2 separate regions of the Anas platyrhynchos genome follow, and region 2 is linked to region 1. The links are chromatin contacts, called in public Hi-C maps. All regions are on one chromosome and are shown on one strand. Each heading gives the region's core, a stretch centred on a gene start, on an enhancer-like site or on the middle of the called end of the contact. The rest is flanking DNA. Distances are from core to core; before and after follow the strand shown. Region 1 holds the start of RNF11 (ring finger protein 11). Region 2 overlaps TTC39A (tetratricopeptide repeat domain 39A).

Region 1 (6,313 bases), core at 1,279-3,778:
GAGATCATTTTAAGACTACGGTATCCAGTCCGATAGTTACTTGTTCCCCAAACTATGGGAGGAAGTAAAAAACAGAACTGCAGCCATTGGTTTAATTGCCTTACAGTTCTGCAGGAACAGGGCCAGTGTACTTGTAAATCTTCTCAGAAAAAAATAGACAATATAAAACCTACTTGTGAGCTTCCAATTCTGTGTGGAACACGAACGGCATGAACAGCTCATAAATGATTTGTTTGGGTGTAAAACCTATTTGGTCTATAGTCACCTCTACCATTCTGTATGAACAAGGGTCACTTCTGTGTCTATTCCCACAAAACCAGATCCTTCTAAGCAGCCTGTGTACTTAAAAATAGTTATCTACAGAAAGCACACAGAGGGAAGCCTGCCAGATCTGTTTTGTTTTTTTTTTTTTTTTTTTTTTTTGTAACTTAATACCCAGAAACAGTGAAAACAGGTCATGGGTTCCCTAAAGAGAGGCTCCCATCAAATGGTCACTGAGCACTACAGACAATCATCTTCTACCTTGAAAAACTCTTTGACTGCTTTCTTGTCCCCATACTGCAAGAAAATGTGGTAGAAAAACTAGTATCCTGACAATCACACCACAGCAGGCATATGTATATGAAATGACAACACTTCTGAAATGACAACACTTCTGCATTCATAAACAGAAGAGTTTTTCCATTCTTCGTCTCCTGGACCACTTTTCAACTTGTGACCTGGTGGTGCAAAGCCATTATTAACCACCTACCTGACATAACAGGAGTAAATGGCACAGAAAAACAAGTGGCTTAAACCATCTCCGCTTCAAAGAACTCAGTGGTGGCTGGTAGTTGTTCTTCGTCGTTCAAAGCTCTCACAGGTGCAGAGCTGTTCGTGTTGCAAGGCCAAACGTGAACTTTTGCTTCCTCTTTGGTCTCTGTGAGTCTGTCATAAAAAGCAGACCTCTTTTGCCATTTGACAAGTCTCCTCCTTAAATGGAGCCCAAGTTCAGGGTATCCTGTACCTACTTAGGTGCAAGTTTTAACTGGGCGTAGCAGTTAGTGATAGTTCTTTTGGAGATCTGGCTCAAGAGAAATACAGGCACCACCTGCTCTGTGGGACCCCACAGTATATCCCAGCTGTGTCCTGGCTACCTATCAGGATGAGACCAGGGATCCACATTTGCATGCAGAAAGCTAAACCTTGGCATGCCAGCCCAAAGGAAGGCACCCTGTGCTGCCACAGGACCTCTCCACTGTGCAGGATCAGGAATGCAAGGCACACTGGGGGTGCAGCCACAGCGACTACAGGGGCTCCACAGAAAGAGTAAGATGTGAAGTGGCAGTGAACAGACACCTTTCTAGCTGCCAGCAATCTTGTTGCTGATGTTGCCCCTGCACAACTGATGATCTCTGTAATTGGGCTGGAAATCCAGTATAAGTTTCTGGCAGTGGCAGCTCTGACATTGCTTTCACCTTGAAACCATTCTTGGGTTAGGCAACGGCTCCTCTCTAACTACTGTTTGCCTTCCTAATTCCCCTATTAAACCAAGTGAACTCACTCTTATGATAAACACCCAAATGACCGCATCATGACAGCAGTCATTATTAGTTACATCAGGCCATTGCAAAGCCTTTCTATCACAAGCAATGCTTATGTCTCCAGCAACATTTCTAGTCTTAGTTTCTTAGAAAGGTCTAAAACCATTTTGAACGCCATAAACATCAGTAATAACTTCTCAATTGCTGTAGCTTTTACTCTGAAGGTGTTTAGGTTATCCAGTGGTAAGCAGCTAAACAAAACTTCTGAACGGTAATGAAGGGAAATCTTCACGGAGGAGCTCACATGGACAATCATCAGAAACACTGCTCCAAGTTCTTCAGCCACCACAGGACCTCTTGAATGTTAAAGTAAATGTTGTAGAGCCAAATACTTCATTGTGGTCAACTGGTTTATAGATACTTTGACCTAAGATGGCTGCTCATTGGGACTGATAAAGCTGGGAACATTTGAAGGGTTGTCCTGTAAAATGAAAAAAAGTGTTTCCCCTCTACATTGGTCCGTGTTAGTGTGAGGGGGCATTTATTCTCTCGGAGTCTGCAGGTACTTAAATCCAAAAGGTGTTTTTGTTTGTTTTCTTAGTACAGGAGTTAAATGTGCAGTTAATACTTAATACTTGCTCATCACATTTTGTGATGAAACACAAAAAAACACCACCACAGAGACACAGATGTGACGAAATGCCTTTTGCTTTTCTCTCTACACTTCGAGTTGTGGGCTCTAAACCCGTGCCCTCCCAGCAACTCCAGGCGCTCAGCACAAAGGCCACCATCTTCGGGGGACCTCTCCTGAGGAACCCGGGGCCGGGGCGGGCCCTTGAGCCCCGGAGAAGCCCAGGACGGGCACCCCGCTGTCCCCTCACGGTGCCTGGGCGGCCTTTTCCTCCCCGGCCGCCCGGAAAGCAAACACAACACATACACAGAGCCCCTGGAGGTGGAGCACGGCGGCACCCTCCATTTTGGGGGAGGGCAGAAGCCCCAACCCCGCAGGCAGCAGCCGGGCCGGAGCCCTCTCAGCTCAGCCTGGCCTCATCCCGCTGGGGCCGGGCCGTGCTCCCGGCCGGGCTCGGGGACAGAACCGGGCCTTGTGGCTGCCATCTCGGCCCGGCGGGGCGGAGTGAGAGGAGGAGCCGGGGCGGGCCGTGCGACAAAGCCCAGTGCGCAGCAAGCTGGTGACCAGGAAGCACAACAGCGCCGGGCTGCCGCGGGGCGGGCGGCGGGCGGACCCCAGCTCAGCCCCCGCTGCCCCCCAGCTCCCGGGGCCCCCCGGGGCTGGGAGCCGAACCCTGCCGTGCCCTGCCCTGCCCTGCCCTGCCCAGCCGGGGGTCGGGGCGGCTGCGGAGCGTGCGGGGGAAGGAGGGAGGGCGGCCGGGCTGCCGCTAAGCCGCTTAGGGCCGGGGCTGGCATGAGCCTCCCCGGCGGGGCGGCTGCGGGCTGCGCGCTGCGGCGGGGAGGCTGAGGGCGCCCAGCCGCCGGCGGCGGGGTCCGGCGGAGAAGGCGGAGGGGAAGCCCCGCTCCCGAGGGCCGGGGGGTGGGAGGGGGTGGAAGATGGGGAACTGCCTCAAGTCCCCCACGTCGGATGACATCTCGCTGCTCCACGAGTCGCAGTCGGACAGGGCCAGCTACGGGGACGGGGCTGAGCCGGATCAGGAGCCGCCGCCGCCATATCAGGTACGGGGGGGAGGGGGGGCGGACCGGGGCCGGGCCGGGCTCCCCGCGGGGCCGGCTCTGCCCCCTCGGTGCCTTCGTCCCGGTGCCGGGCAGCGAGCTGAGGAGCTCCCGGTCCCTGAGGCCGCCCCCCCGGGGGCCGCTGCTTTGTTCGGGCCGGCCTCGAGGCTGGGGGGGGGCGGCGAGATCCCGGCCCTAATCGCCCAGGGGCCGGGGCCGGGCCCGGAGGGGGAGGCGAGGGCCCGCGGGGGGGAGGCTCCGGGTTTCGGCTCCGGGTTTCGGCTCCAGAAAGGAGGACCCCGAATTTGGGGCAGTGCCGCTTCCTTTGTTGTCCCTGCCCGGTGACATCACTGGCTGGTGCTGCTCGTTTCTCGGTGCTGGCGAACGGGAGGCCACAGGCACTTGCAGGAGAGCTGCTCTTTGTCTGGCTCTATTTACTCCAGCCTCTGCTCCGCGCTTATTTTTAGCCGGGGCTGATCCGTAGCGAGGAACTTTTTGTAATCCAGTAGATCCTATTCCCTTCGGCTGCCGGGGGGGGACCTGGAAGGGGTGGTTTTCCCATTGGATTTTCTGTCTGGAAAGGATATGTTAATGCACATCTTGATGAGTAACCGGGGAGGGAGAAAAATGCTGGGTGTTTTCTGTATTATAGCCCTCACAGGAGAGGGTAGCGATGCAGAATCCCAGTGCCAGTAGTAACCAGAAGCCTGTTTTTGACCTCTGTTCAATGCGATGGCTCCCCAAAAAGGCAGCTGGACTTGTGGTTGCACTCATCCACTCCTGGTGATCTCCATCCCCGTATATAAAAACATATATGGCGTTAAACAGGCCCTCTGAAGGCTGCACAGCACTAAAAAAAAAAAAAAAAGAAGAAAACAATACAAGGAAGAATGTCGACAGTATAGCTGCACGTTTTATTCGAGTTTTAAGTGTCTTCCTATCTGAAAGGGTGGAATGGGATAGATCAGTGAAATCTAAAAGAAATGACTGCTTGAGACACAAATTCTGGAGGGTGGCTTGAGAGCTCCTTATTGTCAAGGGTGGGAGTCGTTCAGTCGTTGCAGACCTTGACGTATAATTAACAAAATTGCAGGAAGTATTTAACTGGGTAGACGTGTAATCTGCGAGTGCTTTACAAGCTCAAGAATTACAGCTCTGATAGGAAGTCCCTTAAGTGCTCAAGAGGAGCCACATGCGTACCAGTCATCGGTGATGCAGGGGGACAGCGCTGGTATTGCTTGGCACCGCGTAGCTGTTTGCTTTGCACATGTGCAGGAGCCTAACATTTAGAAGGAATTTCCCAAGATGGGTTATTTTTCTCTGAATTCTGAACTGTCTGACCAATAAAGTGTTTGACAGCAGATTAATATTTTTAAAGGTCGTGTTGTTCTAAGCTAAACCTCATTGTCCATTCTGTTTAGGAATGCATCGTGTTTTTGTTACAGCGTGGACAGCCAACTTGGTATGTTGATTTTTGTTGCGTTTGCATCTGCGATTTCTGGGAAGACTTGGAAAAGTCTTTCAAAAGAAAAAAAGCTGTTAGCTCTTGTGAGAGTTGAGAAATCCCATTTTGCAGGCCTTCTCACGTCACCTTCAGTGGTAGATAAGCAGACATCTTCCTCAGCTGCTGGTGTTGTGGTTTTTTAAACAAAGAATTTGTACGTAGGTGTGGATGGTTGACTGAGAAAACTGTAGACAGTAAAATCAGTGAACTTTCAGACCTCTGTTATTGAGTAAGTGCATTCATACCCAAACTTTCCGCATTTGAATAGAGCAGTCTAGCATTAAGTGATGTGCACACAGGTGTTTGGCTGTCCTGAATGGCACCGCTATCCAAAAACCCCATACATGAATCTACCAATTGCTAGACCCTCACTGTAACATGGTGTTTTGTGCCTCCTCGTCAAAATTCAAAGGTTCTTGTTCCATAAGTCTTAAACCACAGTGATTTGTGACTTTAAAAAGAGACATTACTTACAATGTTGTGCAGTATTTTGTGCACTTCAAGGTTAAGGGGATTGATAACTTTGAATTGTATCAGGCCTAATGCACAGGCCAAATGCTGAACTTGGAGGATTCCTTGTGCTCCATTATTGCTGTTGTGGCTGCAGTAGCTTATGATCTCATTTTAACTTCCAAATGGCAGCTTGGATTCAGGGTTACAAATGGGAATGTAGGAGTTCTGTCCTTATGTGTGGTAAATACTTATTTCACAATGTTTTAACCAGAGTTAACATGTACATGAGAACGTACAGACCTGAGGAGGGAAGGTGAGGAAGAGGACAAAGTGAGTTTGAAAACTTGTTTGTGGCAATTGGAGAGTGCGCAAGAAACTGGAAGATTAAAACCTAATTGCTGGAGCTTTAGTCATGAAATAGACGTATTTTGGTTTGCTTCCTTTGGGTTTGCAGCAGTGATGTGCCAACTTCCTGAACAGCTCTTGCAAGGTATGCAAGTGAAGAGAAGGAAGCTTGCTGATGAAGAGGTAAAGATACAGTAGAGAAGGACTTGTATGTCTCTTTTAACTCAAGTCTGTGTTATTCTGACACTTAAAACATGTTAAATTGCCTGGCACGCTTGTGCTGAGGGCATCCATATGGGAATCTAGTTAAGCCATAATTTTTTCAGGTGTTAACTTCTAACAGCAAAACGCGCTTCCAATAGTCACTTCATTATTGCATGTCAAATTTACTTTATGATTGAGTGATATCAGATCACTCAGAAATAAAATTTCTGCTTCCAGAAGTTAGATTGAAAATTGGATTGTCATTGTAATGACATAATGAGGAATATGCCTTCCATTCAGAGGCTCTGCATATACCTGTCTGCTGTCAGTGCACCGTAAGCTACAGGAAGAAGGCTTCAGAGGGAAAACATCTTTTTAAATAGCCATCCAGATTTATGAGAAAGAGGTCCATGAGGACATCAGCCATTTTCCAGAGCATCAAGCTTAAAGGCTAACATGGGAAATAATTAAAACACATACAAAAGAGTGTGTTTGTATGTGTTGCGGGGAAAAGGAAACTATTTTAAGAGTTGACCAGCATTTTCACAGACAGAGGCTGGTTTTGGATGCCTCCATTTTAGAATCCTGGAATTACAAC
Region 2 (6,082 bases), core at 3,578-6,077, 42 kb after region 1:
CCCTTTGGGTCAGTGAGAGAGCACATATGCATGACTCCACGCATCAGATCTAATGATAACAATTATCTTCATTTTACTCCTTTTCCCTCCCTTGCCACTACCACATTCAGAAGACACTGATAGCACAAGGCGAACCACGGCAATTGCTGCAGACATCCAGGAGACCAAATATGAATTTCTGCTTGGCTACTGACAGGAAACCACACATCAGTGCTACTAAATAAAATATATATATATATAAAATACAGTATCTAAGTTTTATGATAAAAGTCCTACTAAGTGTAGAATACTGAACACTACTTTCTGCTACATGTATTAGTAGTTTTCGTTTGGTTAACTTCTCCTTCTTTGCTGAGAATTGAGAGCTGATACCAACACTTGTTGGCTAAAGCTTATTACATACAGAGGGTTTCTTGAACATTAGGCAGACCATGTTTGAAAGCAGAAGGAACTGCTCCTTCTGCAAATGAGGCATTGGCTGTATCCATCTGAAGCAGTACCTAATGTTTCCTAAATTTTAGGCCATGGCGAAAATCCTTGATCCGTGATTCCATTAGGGTATTCACTATTTTCTTGTAGGTCAATACACCGAATTCTGAAGCTGTTTGAGAACTTCTCACACCAATTGTGCTTCCCCTAATTCCTTGTACTTAAAGCAATTTACCATTCTGGAGGGCTCCTTCAGGAGGAATGCAGCAGCTTCAGTAGAAACAATGGAAAGGTTCCTCCAGCCTGAAAGACAATCCCATGACAGATGTTCCAGATATCAATATATTAGCTGCAGCCCCCACTGACACCACTGAGTTTCTGATCACTAGCCACAGAAAAGAAGCAAAATGAAGTATACTCGTGAACAAAGAGTAAAAGCAGACAATTCAAAATGTAACGTATCTAAAAATCAAGTCTGACATACGGTGGTAGCATACCAGATCCTCCATGCATCCTTTAGCAAGCAAGGTTTTATTCTCCTTTAGTGAGTTCAGAATAGTACAGTCCATAAGACCTTGTTGTATGACGGAGGTAATGTTTCCTCCTGGTTGGGAGCGAAAATGTGAGAGTGAAAGCACAGACTACTTGGTCATGACCAACTACGAGGTCCCCAACTGAAGCTGGAGATTATGCGTGTGATACGACGGGTGTTTATGTTCAACCAAAGGTGAGTATGAAAATCTCGGGATTTTCATCTTTGCAAAGAACCAGGGAAGTTGATTGCACGTCGCACAGTATGGCCTTTGTGCAACGCATCTGAGAGCACAGGCACAACTCAGTTGTGGGTGAAGTTTCAAAGACCATTTCAGTGGCCTTGAGATGAATCTACAGTCACAAGGATTGTTCAGTTTCTGCGAAGTACAGATTATGCTAATTCTCATGGCATTGCTTGCTCAAAAGATGCTAAGACTGCCAAAATGTTTGAAAAGAACACAACTGGAAGAAGAGGCGTTATATGCATGAAATAGAACAAGAATCTTTTTTATTCTATACAAAGAATGACTGAGTTTTTACACGTAAATTTTGATGTGCAAACGTAAATAGCATAACTGTTCGTACTGAATCGTATCTGAATTGAGAATTTATCTGAGAAAGTCACTTTAAAAAAAACGCATTCTTCACCTATAATTTTAACTTGGGAAGACTTTTATAAAGGGTGTCTATTTTTAATACAATGCAAGTTTTCACTGTTGAGGAACAGGTGGTTCTGTCTCCGTGCATATTAATTTGCATTATAAAACAATGTCATTTCTTTAGAAGAGGTAAAAGCAGAGCTACAAACTGTCAATTTTCTCTTCTGCTGGGAACAATCACTTTAGAAGGCATATTCACTGTGAGGTACTTATATACGAATCTTCCTGACAAGCATCTCCACTGGAGAAAAAGGGCTGTCAGAAGACCTCCCATTGCCACATACCAGAACAGCTCACGGGGAAGAATCTCCTTCAAAAGGGAGGTAGAACTGTGCCCTCAAAAAACACAGGTGTACACAAAGAGCTAGCCTGGAGAACAGTAAGTACAGTGCAAATTTGCTTTACGTGTGACTTCACCAGTTTTGCAGAAAAGCAGCAATTGTATGGCAGACAGCACTGGAAAAGAGAGCTAGCCCGTTGCTCTATTCTCAATGCCCTACTTCCTCACAGGTTCTCCAAAAAGATAATAAAGAGCAAAAAGAAAAAGATCTCCTTTGTAAATGGCAGAGCACCCTGCCAAGAGAGCCTGCTTCTGCTCCAGCCCAAGTTTCTTAACACAGGAAACACTGCCATATGGTCTCTTTAAACGTGGACATCTCAAGTAGGACATCTCTAAGAACAATCATTTTAAGAAGAAATTGACTGTCACAGTAACTGTATGGCTGTGCAGCCAGTGGAATATTGCTGTTTCTTAAGTGACCTTCAAGGACTTGTGCTTTGAATACGATATAAAGTTCAAATCATGTTTGTTCTGACGGCAGAGCTGTTTCCTAAAGTCTTCCCATTTTTAAACTTGTCAAAGAAGAGATGCAGTTTTATACTTCCATCTTATTCTTTTTTTTTTTTTTTTCCCTCTCTAAAATCCTTGGTAAATCATTCAGGCACTACAAGCAGCAGACTTGACATGAAGACAAGATTAAAGAAAATGTCAAGATACTTGCATAAGGGAGAACATTTTCTTCACTAGCAAGTTTCTTACAGCAGCAAAAAAGCAACTACTAAAAGCTAGTAAAGAGACATTCTATGCACAATTGAAAATGCCCAGGATTGAGAGCTCCTCCCTGCTGTGTTTCTTGTGCACTGAGATTTTCTCACATCATTTCAAGTAGAGACTTGGAAAAAGAGAAGCTTCCTTCTCAACTGCTAGCAGTATGAATTCAAATGAACGTTTAAAGCTCACTTTGATTAAATCCATGAACCATGAGAAGTTTAGTGTTGCTTTTTTTTTCCAGTTGTTCCACTTTATGTTCTATCTCGCTCAGCAGATGTTGTGAATACAAGAAAGAAAAGGCACATGATTGAAAAGAGAACTACACAGATGTAAGTATTCAAAAAGCCACTGTTGAAAAAACAATATTTTTATGGGTTATAGTTGGTTTGAGGTTGTTTTTTTTTTTTTGCCATATTATCACATTAGATTAATGTTTTATGCATCACCTTTAAAATTTTAAATGATTTGGTTTCTCAGTGACTTGAAAGAGAAGGAAAAATAATTCTGAAGTGTCAGTAATTGTCTGCACCAAAGTTTGCAACAAACAGCACATCAAAGAAGAAAAAGTTACGACACTGCCGAGGCTCCAGAGTGCATTCCATTTTCTGAGGAGGATTTGGCTTGATGCAGGGCAGCTTGAATTCTGAAATGTGTTCTCGTTTCCATGGAGTAATTCTTGTAGTTATGTCTAAAACAAAAGCAGATTCACTCTGATGAATATATATATATTTAAATATTTTCAAGTTATCTTTATATTATTGTTCTAAGCAAAACAACTGTAGACAGCAAAAAGCCTTTTCTTCACAAGCTCCTTTGTTGCCTACTGTAAAATACAAGGCATGTGTTTCTAGCCAAACAATGTAGCTCTTTGTTCTTTATTTGTAGTTCTACTGTCTGGCAATTACCAGAAAAATATAGCTTAATAAGAAATTGAATCTGTTCCACTCAATCAAAATATTGAGTCCATATTAAATATCCATAACATCCACTTAGTTTGCATTCAGAAATTAGGTGTTTTTTTTCACTCCCAAAGTATGACTGACAAATTTGAACACATATTTTCATTATTTTTTTCCTCATTTTAATAAGATGAGGAATGTGTGCTAACAGCAAGGATTTAAACATTTTGCAGCAGTGATATGAACTTATTTGGTAAGTATGGTAAGGACAGGAATGAGACTGACAACCACTGATAACTGCTAGGCAATGTAGAATGAACACTGTATTTCTAGATTATTAAAAAGCTGAAAAAATTTGTAATTCAAAGATGAAGTTTTAAATTGCCTACATTTGGTACAGTGGTAAAAAGAAAGATTTATATTTCAGTGATACCTTTTATTCTGAATACCTATAGTTGTCTACAAGCTACTTGCCAAACCACAATAAAAGAATTTAAGAAACATAAGAGAAATAACACCTAGGGAAAAAAAAAAAAAAAAATCCAAGACTTCCAAAGCAACAGAGGTGGGATCTGCTGTTCCCAGGACCACAGGGAAAATGCAGACCTTACCGGGAACCAACATTTCAATTCCTGAATAATGGAAACACAATCTAGATACCAATGAGGACTAGACCATGCTAATATTCTTTTAGTGGATACCATCATCTTCACAGAAACGTTACATCAAGTATTAAGCAGTCCATATATTTTAAAAGCATTTCAGCTCAGAATTCATAATTCAAATCAGTCATGGAGGCAAGCATCTGCCACTGTGGCAGTGTCAGTCTCTGCAAAAACAAGGGACTCCTCACCCATCCTACACCAGCTTAGAATTTTATGTATGCAGTACTCAAGAGGCTGGCTGAGGCGTGGAAATGAATGGGTTGTGCTGCATGCTGATCTGAAACACTTTGGAGATTTTGCTGAAAACTAAGTAGATTTTGTCATGCAGATATTAAAAAATGCCTCTTGTATTTCTCATCAGCAGGCTGATATTCTTGCTTATTGCTTATGGTAATACAAATAGAAATGTTTCCATGCATGATCAAGCCAAAACTGTTTATTATCTCATTCCTCTCCTTCTCTGAGAGTTGAAACATTCAAGCCAGCAGCAATACGTGGATTTAGGTCAAGTAAATCAAGCATCATGCACAAGCAGAGCTCTCATCTCCACTCCTGCCAACAGCAAGCATAATTTTGCAATCCTGAAATCCACCACAGACAATGCCTTCTCCCCCTAGTGGCTGAAAAGACACTCAGTATTTTTATCTGAAGGCTTATAAACCTCTGCATTCTGATCAAGTATATATAATGCTACAGGTGGTAACTTAAAGGTTGTACTTTTTAGTGACGAATTGAAATAAGACAGCCCCCCCCCTCTTTTTTTCCACATTTCCATGAGTTTTTTGAGCATAACAAGCCCGAGTATTAGCCTTTCAAACACCGGGTAACGAGATTTTAAAGAGCTGCTATCTGCTGTGCCCTTCTTTAAGCCAACATCTTCCCTTGAGGGGATCTGAGCCACACAAGCTGCCAGGTGAAAGGTGGGAAGGCTGAGCAGGGACTGGAAGCTGTACCAGACAGAGTGAGAAGCTCAGAAGCAGTAATTTCTAGGCTTCTTTTTAAGATTTGAGCAAAGAAACTGAGGATTTGAGGCAAGGCGTGCTTTGAGGAATGTGAAATTGACTGTAACAATTTCCATTGCGTTTTGCTAATGCAATTTTTGCTATTCCTAATAACTTCCATGAGTCCACAGAGAATCAGGGTCATGAGCACAGGAGATTAAGAGCTGCAATATTTTAATTTTTGTGTTGACAGGCTTTTGGCATCAGCTTCAGCAGACTGATTCACCATTCATACATGTTGGACTGACTTGGACAAAAGCTCAACAGAAAAAACTCTCTGCGACTTCTTTGGAAGTTGGGGCCAGAGATCAGTTTTGTAGCAACACACCTGCAGCAGGGGCTGGTGTGATGCTGTGCACTTGGAAACGTGCAACATCTGGCCTCATTCAGCAGATTTCTGCCTCAAGAAGGCAGAGAGGTGAACTGCCCTGGCTGCAGGATGCCTGAGGGAGATGAAGGTTGTTTGGTTTGGACTGCCTTTTTTTTTTTTTTTTTTTTTATTCCCTTTCCCCCCCCCCCCCATAGAAATCTTGGCTCAGCAGAGAAGGAAAGACTGGGACAGAGGCAAAATTCTATTTTGTTGATTTTATAATAAAGAACATACATGATCCAGTCCAACTATTCCTGATAAACCTACTTGGATAGAAACATCAATCACAACAAAAATAGCAATGGCAGGTGTTTCAGCTGTCTTTCAGATGCGGACGAAAGAACACAAAGATAAATGAAAACTGAAACATCATCTTCAGTGTATTTCATCAAGGAAAAAAACAGCACTCTTAGCTATCAATCTGAGTAATATTATTTCAGCCCTAACACAGAGCTTTGATTTCATCTAATACAT

Evidence for each region. A called contact is a pair of places that touch in the nucleus more often than the background predicts.
Region 2: a contact with region 1 is called in a Hi-C map of subcutaneous adipose tissue, with 4 times the contacts expected there. The contact joins the enhancer-like site here to the promoter of RNF11 in region 1. A contact is called at or near these places in 5 of 8 Hi-C or Micro-C datasets (F1 follicle, liver, skeletal muscle and 1 more).

The regions. Positions count from the first base shown.
Region 1 is chr8:32,970,720-32,977,032 of IASCAAS_PekinDuck_T2T, forward strand. RNF11 (ring finger protein 11) reads left to right here and starts at 2,529. Exons shown (of 3, transcript XM_027462503.3): 1 at 2,529-3,212. The coding sequence starts at 3,090.
Region 2 is chr8:33,010,869-33,016,950 of IASCAAS_PekinDuck_T2T, forward strand. It overlaps TTC39A (tetratricopeptide repeat domain 39A), which reads right to left. Exons shown (of 19, transcript XM_072041623.1): 19 at 1,455-3,361. The coding sequence ends at 3,241. Among named protein-coding and RNA genes, the nearest start is that of RNF11, 41 kb to the left of the region's middle. Within about 2 kb of position 4,828, at least 1 of the 8 cell types and tissues checked has an H3K27ac peak or open chromatin away from gene starts, as enhancers often do. A contact at or near this core is called in subcutaneous adipose tissue, where this site is marked.